2 separate regions of the Mus musculus genome follow, and region 1 is linked to region 2. Evidence: chromatin contacts called from public HiChIP or PLAC-seq data. All regions are on one chromosome and are shown on one strand. The core of a region is the stretch at or near the end of the contact, and the rest is flanking DNA. Distances in the headings are between cores, read along the strand shown. Region 1 overlaps Gm28114 (a long non-coding RNA gene). Region 2 holds the start of Ly6a (lymphocyte antigen 6 complex, locus A).

Region 1 (5,289 bases), core at 686-3,185, 350 kb before region 2:
CTCATGCTTGTGCACACAAGCACTTTATCCACCACTCCTCCATACTAGCCCATGGTCTTGATATTTGATTTATTTGTCATTTGAGACAGGGTCTCAGTCTAGCCCCAAGATAGCTTAGAAGCCCCCATGTACCCCAGTTTGGGATTGAACTCATAAAAATCCTCCTGCCTCAGTCTTCCAAGTTCTGAGATTACAAATCTGAGCTAGCATGTCTACCTTCAACATGCCTTAGAGACAAGTCTGGGCAATCCAGGCCTGGTGGCATGTGGCCCAGATTTGGGGAAGCTATGTTGTTCCTGCATGAAAAGTAAGTGTCACTCCTTAATTTCTTTCAGGCGGTCTCAAATTTCCAGTAAAGTTCAGTCAGTGCCTTCCCTTCTGCCCTCCTGATTTTGAAAATAGCATCATCACCCAGGATACTTTTGTCATCTGGAAGACTATCTGTTGCCAAGAAGACCTCTGCAATTGAGTAGTAATTCTCACTTTAGGCAGCACCTAAACAATGGCAGGGGTGCTTCCATCCAGCATGGGCTCAGTTCTCCAGCAGACCATGCTGTGGTGGTCCTTTCAATAACCCCAAACCTAAACCCTTTCTCTTTAATACTCATTTGCAGCCACTGCTTACTGGAGCCATCTAGTGATAATTTGTCAGTTATAGAAGCTCTGAGGTAGGGTAGTGTGTGGAAAACCTTGTTTCAACTTTATAGCCCCTGTTGAGTAGGTGCTCCACTCCTCTCTATGGCTTTCAGATCTGTACTTCCTGGAACGTTGTTTTGTTGTGCTTGCTGCTTTTTCCCTGGAGGCATTTAGCCAGCACAGGGAAGCATCAGAAATCCAAGGTATTATTTCATCACCATCTATGCAGAAATGTCTGGGTCCAGCAGGCTTCCCACATGTGTAGCCCGATGTCCCCCTTCTGAGTCCAATAAACTGTTGTTCTCCCAGCAAAGATCTCCATTTTTCTCTTGCTAATATGAATCTACTGCGTCCTGCCTGCCAGTTCACATCTCTGCCAATTCAGCTCACCACACTATCTAGATAATGTTAGCCAGCTCAGGGTAGGGAACAACATGGTTTGGATGAGCTGATGCTGGGAGAATAGAGAGGGTTCCCCCATGTCCAAAGAGCACTTGCTTGTGGTGGGGAAGCACAGGAGATGAGCCCTCAATGGTGGGTTGGAGCTGCCCTGTCAGAGACTTTTTGTCTAGACTTTGAAGCCATTTCCTGCAGATGCTCATGGCATGGCTCAGAGGAAACAAAGTCTCAACCTGCCTCTCCTGGAGTCCTGGTTTATATTGGATGCCCCTAATGGTAAGGGTTGACTTGACACATTAACAAACAGGGATCCATCATTTGGCCAAAAACTGGAGTCATGGGTAGGAATTCAGAAGATTTCTTTGATATTCAGCCTTGATTCTGTTGCAGTCTCTTCTGGCCTCTGCTTCCAAGTGCTGGCTTTGCAGGTATGTACTCACTACCCCCTGGCCATTCCCTGTATGTTTTAAAAGGGCAGACTTCCCATAGCCTCACTGGCTGAGGCCCTCAGGCTGTGCAGGAGAGCTGGCTCTGATGGTGTGAGCACAGGAGAGCTTCTCCTGACACTTGACACCTGTCACAGGCAGGAGTGCTGCCCCTAACCCCCATCTGGGTTAAGCAGGAGAGCCGGTCTTTGTACTCTGAGTGCAGGAGAACACTTGGGATGACCAACTCAGTTACCACCCCAGGCCACAGCCAGGGCTTAGCGTTGGCCAACCCCAACACCTACTCTATCTATGAACTGCTGGTACACATGAAGGTGCTGGTTCTACAGATCCAAAGCTACAGGATCACCATCACACAGGGCAACAATATTAGAGTGGAATTTTGGGACAAACCCAGTATTGATAGTGTGGCAAAAGCCAGAGGCCTCCAACCGGAGCAATGACTCATTGTAATTATCATCTGTGAGTAATGTTGTTTCAACAAAAGGGTATACTGTGTGGCACACTGTGCCACATCACAGCTATTGTCCCTTATTTTTTATTTTATTTTATTTTTATGTTTTCAGGGGGAAGTTGCAAGTGTGGAGTATGGCTATGGAGGGATGGGGAGATGAGTGGAATTGAAGTGCATGATGGGAAGTTCACAGGAATCAATAAAAAGTTTTTTAAAGTGTGGACTTGAGTACCTGTGATGCATGTGAGTGGGGTAGATGCAATTAAAACATGAACAATTAAAGGGAAATCATCAGAACTCCTCAAGGAGAAGAGTTGCCTATGTGTCTCTGAATTCCTGCTTTGGTGTACACACACACACCTGTATATTGGCCATAGCTGACTTAAGTAATACACAGGTAGAGGGCAAATGGTGACTTGTGTACATGGATAAGCACTGGAGAAACCACACAGTTTACCTCTCCTGGAATGCCAGGGCTGGAAATTGTTCATGTAGATCACAATCTGGTAATCTTTTGCTGTCTTATGAGCCAGGCCTGGCCTGCATCTTTAAGAATTTATGTTTTCTTATCCCAGTCCAGTTTCCTTTAAAACCTTGACCATTGCTTCTAGGTTATAAAATTCATTCTTGTGATAAATATCAACAGCCTAAGTGACAATCTAATCTTTGGACCAAGGCACCCCTGATACCCACAGGCATGAAGTTTACTTCAGTCTGGTTGTTCTTCCTAGACCTTTATCTTGTGCATTGTTTCTAAGTCAACAGGAACCCATCTTATGGATGAAGCTATATGTAGATATCTTCAATGTAAACATGTCTTCAGCTTTGCAATACTCATGGGTCTGAGTGGATGGTTATCTGAGAATACTTAACCTGACGTGTGCTTTGCATAATTCACTTGTTTATTAACAATAAATGAATTAATTTATTTTATGATTAAAAGAAAATGATCTGGGTCAGACTCTAGAAGTATTAGCCCAACACTTGTAAGGGCTAAGGCTCATCAGAGTTTGCTTCATACTTCATCTTTATTATTTTCCCGTACCTATTCTAACATCTACACACACACACACACACACACACACACACACAGAGAGAGAGAGAGAGAGAGAGAGAGAGAGTGAATGGAGATTTAATAAGTAAGATGTAATCACAATGTTATCTTGAGTACCAATGAGAGGAAGAATTAGGGCTGATGTTAGAGGTTAGAGGTTGTCTTAGTGTTTTACCGCTGTGAATAGACACCATGATCAAGGCAAGTCTTATAAAACAACATTTCATAGGGACTGGCTTACAGGTTCAGAGGTTCAGTCCATTATCATCAAGGTGGGAGCATGGCAGCATCCAGGCAGGCCAGGCATAAGCAGAGCTGAAAGTTCTACATCTCCATCCTAAAGCTGCTAGTGGAAGACTGACTCCCAGGCAACTAGGTTGAGGGTCTTAAGCCCACACGAACAGTGACACACCTACTCCAACCAGGTCACACCTATTCCAACAAGGCCACACCTCCAAATGGTGCCACTCCCTGGTCCAAGAATATACAAACCGTGACAGAGGTTAAAGTTAAGACATAGTAAATCATTCCTGGCCAAAGTGGAGTCTAGCTGAGTGTTGTCCAATTCTTCAAGGCCATCTTTTCAGTGCCAGTAGCAGCCCAAGATCCCATGCCCACTTTAGTTTTCTAGGAACTTCCCCTGGTATACAGCCAGATCCTTGGTCTTGATGCAGAAAGGAATTTGAGGATGGGCCTTCTCATAGGTTTTTTTTAAAATTTATTTATTTTATGTATATCAGTACACTGTATCTGTATAGACAGTTATGAGCCTTCATGTGGTTGTTAGGTATTGAATTTAGGACCAAGACTCGCTCTGGTCAACCGTGCTTGCTCTGGTCGACCACTAGCTCAGTCCCTCCTTGCTCCAGCCCAAAGATTTACTTATCATTATAAATATGTACACTGTAGCTGTCTTCAGACTACGGGTGGTTGTGAGCCACCATGTGGTTGCTGGGATTTGAACTCGTGACCTTCTGAAGAACAAATCAGTGCTCTTACTCACTGAGCCATCTCACCAGCCCCTCTTAGGGTTTTTATTCCTGCACAAACATCATGACCAAGAAGCAAGATGGAGAATAGAGGGTTTATTCAGCGTACACTTCCATGTTGCTGTTCATCACCAAAAGGAACTCAGGATAGAAACTTGCACAAAGCGGGAACTTGGAGGTAGGAGCTGATGCAGAGGTTGTTGAGGGTACTCTTTACTGGCTTGCTTCCCATGACTTACTCAGCTTGCTTTCTTATAGAACCCAGGACTACCAGCCCAGGGATGGCACCACCCACAATGGGCCCTCCCACCCTTGATTACTAATTGAAAAAAAATGCCATAGATCTGGATCCCATGGAGGCATTTTCTCAAAGGAGGCTCCTTTCTCTGTAATAACTCAAGTTGGATGAAGTTGACACACAAAACCAGCCAGGACAATTGACCCCTTGTCAACTCGACAAACAAACACATCACTATTAATCCTTAACCCTTACTTTTTTATTCACCCCCAAGATCTAAATAGCTTTAAAATTCCCACAGTCTTTATATATTAAAATTTCAATTCCTTTAAAATATTCAATTTCTTTTAAAATTCAAAGTCTTTTTACAATTAAAAGTCTCTTAGCTGTGGGTTCCATTAAAATACTTTCTTCCTTCAGGAGGAAACAATATCAGGGTACAGTCACAATCAAACTCAAACTCAAACTCAAACTCAAACTGTCCAATATCTGGGATCCACTCATGATTTTCTGGGGTTCTCCAAGGACTTGGGTCATTTCTCCATCTCAGCCCTTTTTAGCACACAGCTTGTCTTCTAGGTTCCAGCAGCATGTACTCCACTGATGTTGCTGTTCTTGGTGGTCATCTCATGGAACTGGCATCTCCAAAACACTGCTATCTTCTGCTGCAATTATGCTTCCCCAATAGCCTCTCATAGGGTCTCTTCATGGTGGTAAGCCTCAACTCCTTTGTGTGACCCCTTCAAATTTTGTTCATCATTTGTAACTTAGGCTGTACCAATAGCCTTCCATGGCTTCTCACAGGGCCGAGCCTCAGCTGCAGTTCATGACCCCTTCATGCCTTTAAAATCAGTACCACCTGGTTGAGTCTTACACATTACCAAGTCCAGCTGCAACACAAGGTACAACCTTGGCTATATCTGGAACACAGTCTCTTTGTGCTCTTAGAAAACACTTCCCAGAAGATTTCAGTTCAATGATGCTGGTTTCTTCTTAATCCCTGCTAATTTCTTAGCTCCAGCTAACCAGCATCAAAGTCCCAGCAATACAAAGTTTTTGCTTTAGTAGTTCAG
Region 2 (5,407 bases), core at 249-2,748:
AACTGGAGGACTCATGAGAATTCCTAGTTTAAGACTTTTAGAGAAACAGTGCACGGCACTGTGGTTATATGGCCTTTCCCTCCAAAGAGAAGGTGATGGCCCCGTTGTCATCCTGGAGTAGGGATAATGTTGGCCCAGGAGCCCTGGCAATAAATAGAGTCAGAAGAGCAAAACAGCAATAGGTCTGTGATAATGGGCAGAACTCTCTATACTCAGAAGGGAGGACTGTCACCTGGGGTTCCAGCCATGACTCCCTCCTGTTCTCCGCCAAGCACAAGTGGTCTCAGAAGATACTAGAATATAGAGGATACAGAGGATTTACTGAAAGAGGGACTCCGTGTACTGCTTTTATGATGGGGTGAGATTTGGTGGTGACTAAGCTGCTCAGAATTTATGCATATTCCTGTAAGTGACCTCACCCATCCTCTGGGGGAAAAAAAGCCTCATAACCTCATTGGGTGGTGACATTGGCAGGGTTTATCACTTGGATCTTTCCTTGCCGCTTTTTCTTTGTTTGCAGAGGCTTGCTGTCTCCTGCTCTTTCTTTCACATACACTTCTTCATGCATGAGCCAATACCGAGCACAGCATGTGACAGAATTAGAGAGACAACATTTCTTGCTTGCTCTCTTCCTCTTACCACTGTGCTGGGTTATGCGGTGTTGGAGGCAAACTGTTTGCTTATATGATATATTATAGGGTAAGAAGGAAGGGGTTTTTAGTGGTGCTCGGGCAGAGGCCATGGAGTGTAAGCAGCCTTCCCTGCTTAAGTGGGGTGCGCTCAGCTTCACTGATGCTGTGGTCCATTTTGGGACTCAGTTGTCCTGTGAGCACAGCTGTTCATTTGCTGTGGTATCATCTCAGGATGATTTCCAGCTCAGGTCTCTACCTCTGTCCAGCACACACAGCCCCATACATCCCCAAACACATCAGACACTGCTTGGTAACTTCCATCCCAGTTGCCAGTTAGTTCTTGCCTCAGGACTCTCACTTTGTGGATGCAAGAGCCTACTGGGGGCTTGCTCACCAGAGCCAGTCTTTAAGTATTTGTAAATTGTTTTCCTGCTTATAGGAAGGAGGGCCATTGGCTCTGAGCCACTGCAAACCATACCTTCTATTTAGACACAGAAAAAAGCCAGGTAGTGGAGGCAGAAGTATCAGCGGCTGTTGTGCACCCCTTTGATAGCTGTGTGTTGGAGCCAGCCTGTTCTACTGAGCAAGTCCTAGGACAGCCAAAGCTACACAGAGAAACTTTGTCTCAAAAAAAAAAAAAAAAGTCAAAAAAAAACCCAAAATAAACAAACAAAAAACACGAAGCTAAACAAAACAAAAACTAGTAAAGGGCTGAGCAACTTGACTTCTTCCCTTGCTTTCTAATTGGCAAGCACAAGTCAACTGTGGCCTCTGGCCCTCGGCCCTCTCAGTTCTCCTGCACCATGGTTCCTCCCCAACTGCTATAAATCTGGCTTGATCAGGTCACAAACAAATCTTGCTACCTCTTAACCAATAAACATGATGGCCTGGAAAAGGTTAAGTACTGAAACCCCTCCCTCTTCAGGATGCCAGCTGGGAGGAGCTGAAGGAAATTAAAGTACTTCAGTCCACATCTGACAGAACTTGCCACTGTGCCTGCAACCTTGTCTGAGAGGAAGTAAGGACTGGTGTGAGGAGGGAGCTGCTAGGTGACAAAGGGAAGAGCCCTCAGGATAGGGCTGGGGTTGGGAGTGTGGGATTAGGAAGGAAGAGCTGGGTGGGTGGTGGGTGAGAGAAGTAGGCAGACATGTATTCCTCAGGGAAAGCTGTGTGGAGGGTTGGAGGGAGGGAAGATCGGATGCCTGAGCTCTGTGAGAGCCCAGGGATGTGATTGGGGGTCTATTAATTGGCTCCAACTTCCAAGGTTTTATCTGTGCAGCCCTTCTCTGAGGATGGACACTTCTCACACTACAAAGTCCTGTTTGCTGATTCTTCTTGTGGCCCTACTGTGTGCAGAAAGAGGTGAGGTAGAAAATGAGAGAGGGGCAGAAGGATACAATGGAGATGGAAAAGGGCCTCAGGGTTGTGGGTACACCTACACTTCCATTGTGTGCCCAGTACCCGAGATGTGCTGGGGTCATGGGATTGGGAATGGGCTTGTGGTGGGTGAAGCCTTCTGTGGTGGGGTGCTTTACTGGGTCTGTAAACCTGTCAGAACCTGCCTTGCAACCATCACCACATACCAAAAGGACACGTGGAGCTCAGTATCTCTGCCACAGAACCTGGCCACCAGAGCAGCCTGTCCTTAGACTCTACCCTTCTGCACTGGCCTCCCAATCAGGACACTGGCCTGTGTGCACACAAACTGGAAGAGCCTTCTTTTTCTCCCCAGATGCCAAGTCAATGGATTTGGAATCCTTATTGCCTGGACTTTGACTTTTCCTTATGTCCCAGCCCATGCCACATGAGACCCAAATGCTATGCCTTCTGTACTCTAAGAAATTCTGAGCTCTAAGATACGCCTATACTTGTAGTTACATGTGTATTGCAGGAAGCCTCATGGTGAGCCTCAGCTTTAAGCTGACTCTGGGAAGTTCTGTGCTTTGTCATGCTCCAATACCCAGGGGCCAGCTCTGCAGGTGTAGGGTAGGACAGGTCAGAAGAGCCCTCTCTATTTGGTGGCCCCAGCATCTACTTACACACCCACTCACTGCTTCAGCGGACATTTGGTATCTATATCTTCCCAATATGGTGGCTGTCTCTTTAATATCTCTTGGGGTGCACATGTCTCCTGTGGGGCTGTGTAGCTGAGACAGCAGTACCAGGCATCTTTAAACAACAGTGGTTCTTGGTTCACTCTTGACTGAACAGTAATGTCCTTGCTCTGACCTAGCAGCCAGCAGCTGTGTGCAAGTAAAGACATTGGAGAGGAGGGGTCTGGGCTAGGAATTGCATGTACTAGCCCTCATGTATTGGCTTGTCTCTCAGCTCAGGGACTGGAGTGTTACCAGTGCTATGGAGTCCCATTTGAGACTTCTTGCCCATCAATTACCTGCCCCTACCCTGATGGAGTCTGTGTTACTCAGGAGGCAGCAGTTATTGTGGGTAAGTTCTTTGTGGCCTATATAAAGATGGCTGAGGGTGGCTTTGGAGAAAATGTCGAGTCTGGGCACTTGTTGTGGACCATGGTTCCCCTCCCCCCAAGTAGAGCTTTCCTTGTGTTGGAGGAGAACTCTTGCAAAGTGGGGGCTGTTGGGGTCCAGGGATGTGCTGGGATGTGATCATCAAGCAGGGCTGCCCATTGGCATTCACAGTGTTTATCATCCCATTTTGTTGCCAGTGTAGTCACGTGATGATCCTGCCTATACTTTAGGTCTATGGTCTCACTGGCTCACTGACAGACTAGGAGAGCTGGAAGCATCTAGTGAGTCTTTGCATATAATGAAGGAATCTGGAATGACTTAGGAATGTTGATAAAAAGAGATATTAGTACATATCAGATCCTCCAAAGTTTCTTTGGTTTCTAGGCATATCCTCAGATATACAAGGCAGGAGCAGCCCCACCCTGCTATCCAGTTTCCCTTCCCTGAGCATATCCTGCCTGTGTCCTGTCTCCTAGGAAATAATTGCCTGGAGAACTGAAAGAGTCTGAGATGCTGGTTGCCCTTTCTGCTGTGCCACTGGGCGATCTTACACTGGGCTGTGTCTTTGTGGTGTGTGCATGTGTGTGTGTCCATAAATGTGGGTACACATGTATGAACATATGTGATGTAATGTATACAAAGGTCAGAGGACATCCTTAACTACTGATCCTCAGGCATTGCTTGCTGTTTTATGCAAATGAGCCTTGGATCTCCAGAAACTGGAATTAGGAATGGTTGTGTGTCTCAGAACCAAACCCTGGGCTTCTGTAAGAGCAACAAGTACTGTTAACTGCTGAGTCATGTCTCCAACTCGTTTACTGAGACAAGATCTTTCACCAGGACCTAGGATTTGCCAACTATGCTGGGTGGGCCAGAGTTTGGGAAGCTCTGTTGTCCCTGCATAAGAAGTGAGTCACTCCCTGATTTCTTGCAGATTCTCAAACAAGGAAAGTAAAGAACAATCTTTGCTTACCCATCTGCCCTCCTAATATTGAAAGTATGGAGATCCTGGGTACTAAGGTCAACGTGAAGACTTCCTGTTGCCAGGAAGACCTCTGCAATGTAGCAGTTCCCAATGGAGGCAGCACCTGGACCATGGCAGGGGTGCTTCTGTTCAGCCTGAGCTCAGTCCTCCTGCAGACCTTGCTCTGATGGTCCTCCCAATGACCTCCACCCTTGTCCTTTTATCCTCATGTGCAACAATTCTTCCTGGAGCCCTCTAGTGATGAATTATGAGTTATAGAAGCTCCAAGGTGGGAGTAGTGTGTGAAATACCATGTTTTGCCTTTATAGCCCCTGCTGGGTAGGTAGGTGCTCTAATCCTCTCTAGGGCTTTCAAGTCTGTACTTCCTAGAATGTCATTTTGTTGTGGATTGCTGCTCATGACCCTGGAGGCACACAGCCAGCACAGTGAAGAGGCAGAATTCCAAGGTATTATGCTATCACCATCCACACATAAGTATCTGGGGTCCTGCAATGTTCCCACATGTATCCTGAATGTCCCCCTGTTGAGTCCAATAAACCCTTTGTTCTCCCAGCCAAGTTCTCCATTTTTCTTTTGCTACACTGAGTCTGCCAAGTCCTGCCTGCCAGTTCACATCTCTGCCCTTTCAGCCACCCACATTACCTCTCCCATGTTAGCCAGCTCAGAGTGGTGGACTGTGGGTCAATGGACTATGCACAGACGGTCTGGTCTCCAGTTGAGTTGAGAAGTAGAACCCCACATAATGTCCCAAGCTGCTTGCCTTCAGGCTAGACTCCTCCCCAGTTACCTAGCAACAACAAGATAACAGCCCACTATAAAAGGGGCTGCTTGGCCCCTCCTTGTCTCTTAAGCTTTTACTTTCCTTACTCTCCCTCTTACTCTAGCCTTTCTTCTCTCTCTCCTTTTCCCCCTCTCTTTCTACCTCTCCTCTCTCTCTCTTTCCCCCCTGCCTTTCTACAATCAAGCTCTAAAACCATAGACTGTCTTCTGTTCATCAAGGCCCACTGTGCTTGGACGATGGTATAGGCTTTCTCCTAATGAGCAGTGCCTAATCTCCCATCAGAAGACCTTACTGTGCTCCAGCCACAAACCAGACTTAAGACTCTCGCCTGCATGGGACCTCTCTCCCTCTGCCCTCCCTCCTGTATCTCTGGGGCCAAGAGTGTTGCCATGAGGCTCCTATTATGGGGGCTGCCCCTGTCCACCCCCCAACCCCCGCCGTGTGGGGTCAGTGACTTCAGAGCCAAGTCTAAAGCTTCAGGCAGTCATCCCGCGTCCACCTGCCCAGAGCACAGGAACTCTGGCTG

What was found. HiChIP or PLAC-seq counts read pairs in DNA pulled down with a chosen protein or histone mark.
Region 1: an HNF4G HiChIP or PLAC-seq map of pancreatic cancer cells shows a contact between it and region 2. The contact joins the enhancer-like site here to the promoter of Ly6a in region 2. A contact is called at or near these places in 15 of 484 Hi-C or Micro-C datasets (the C2C12 cell line, Sertoli cells, cardiomyocytes and 8 more) and 1 of 115 datasets of contacts at active chromatin or transcription factors (pancreatic cancer cells).

The regions. Positions count from the first base shown.
Region 1 is chr15:75,344,272-75,349,560 of GRCm38.p6, reverse strand. It overlaps Gm28114 (a long non-coding RNA gene), which reads left to right. Exons shown (of 3, transcript XR_875430.3): 3 at 336-944. Among named protein-coding and RNA genes, the nearest start is that of Gm28114, 46 kb to the left of the region's middle. Within about 2 kb of position 1,935, at least 8 of the 459 cell types and tissues checked have an H3K27ac peak or open chromatin away from gene starts, as enhancers often do. A contact at or near this core is called in the C2C12 cell line and pancreatic cancer cells, where this site is marked.
Region 2 is chr15:74,994,122-74,999,528 of GRCm38.p6, reverse strand. Ly6a (lymphocyte antigen 6 complex, locus A) reads left to right here and starts at 1,498. Exons shown (of 4, transcript NM_001271419.1): 1 at 1,498-1,650; 2 at 1,912-1,994; 3 at 2,961-3,077; 4 at 4,050-4,652. The coding sequence starts at 1,925. The coding sequence ends at 4,267. All of the region lies in intron 1 of Gm28068 (a long non-coding RNA gene), which reads right to left. It overlaps Gm41348 (a long non-coding RNA gene), which reads left to right and starts at 5,082. Exons shown (of 2, transcript XR_875429.2): 1 at 5,082-5,407.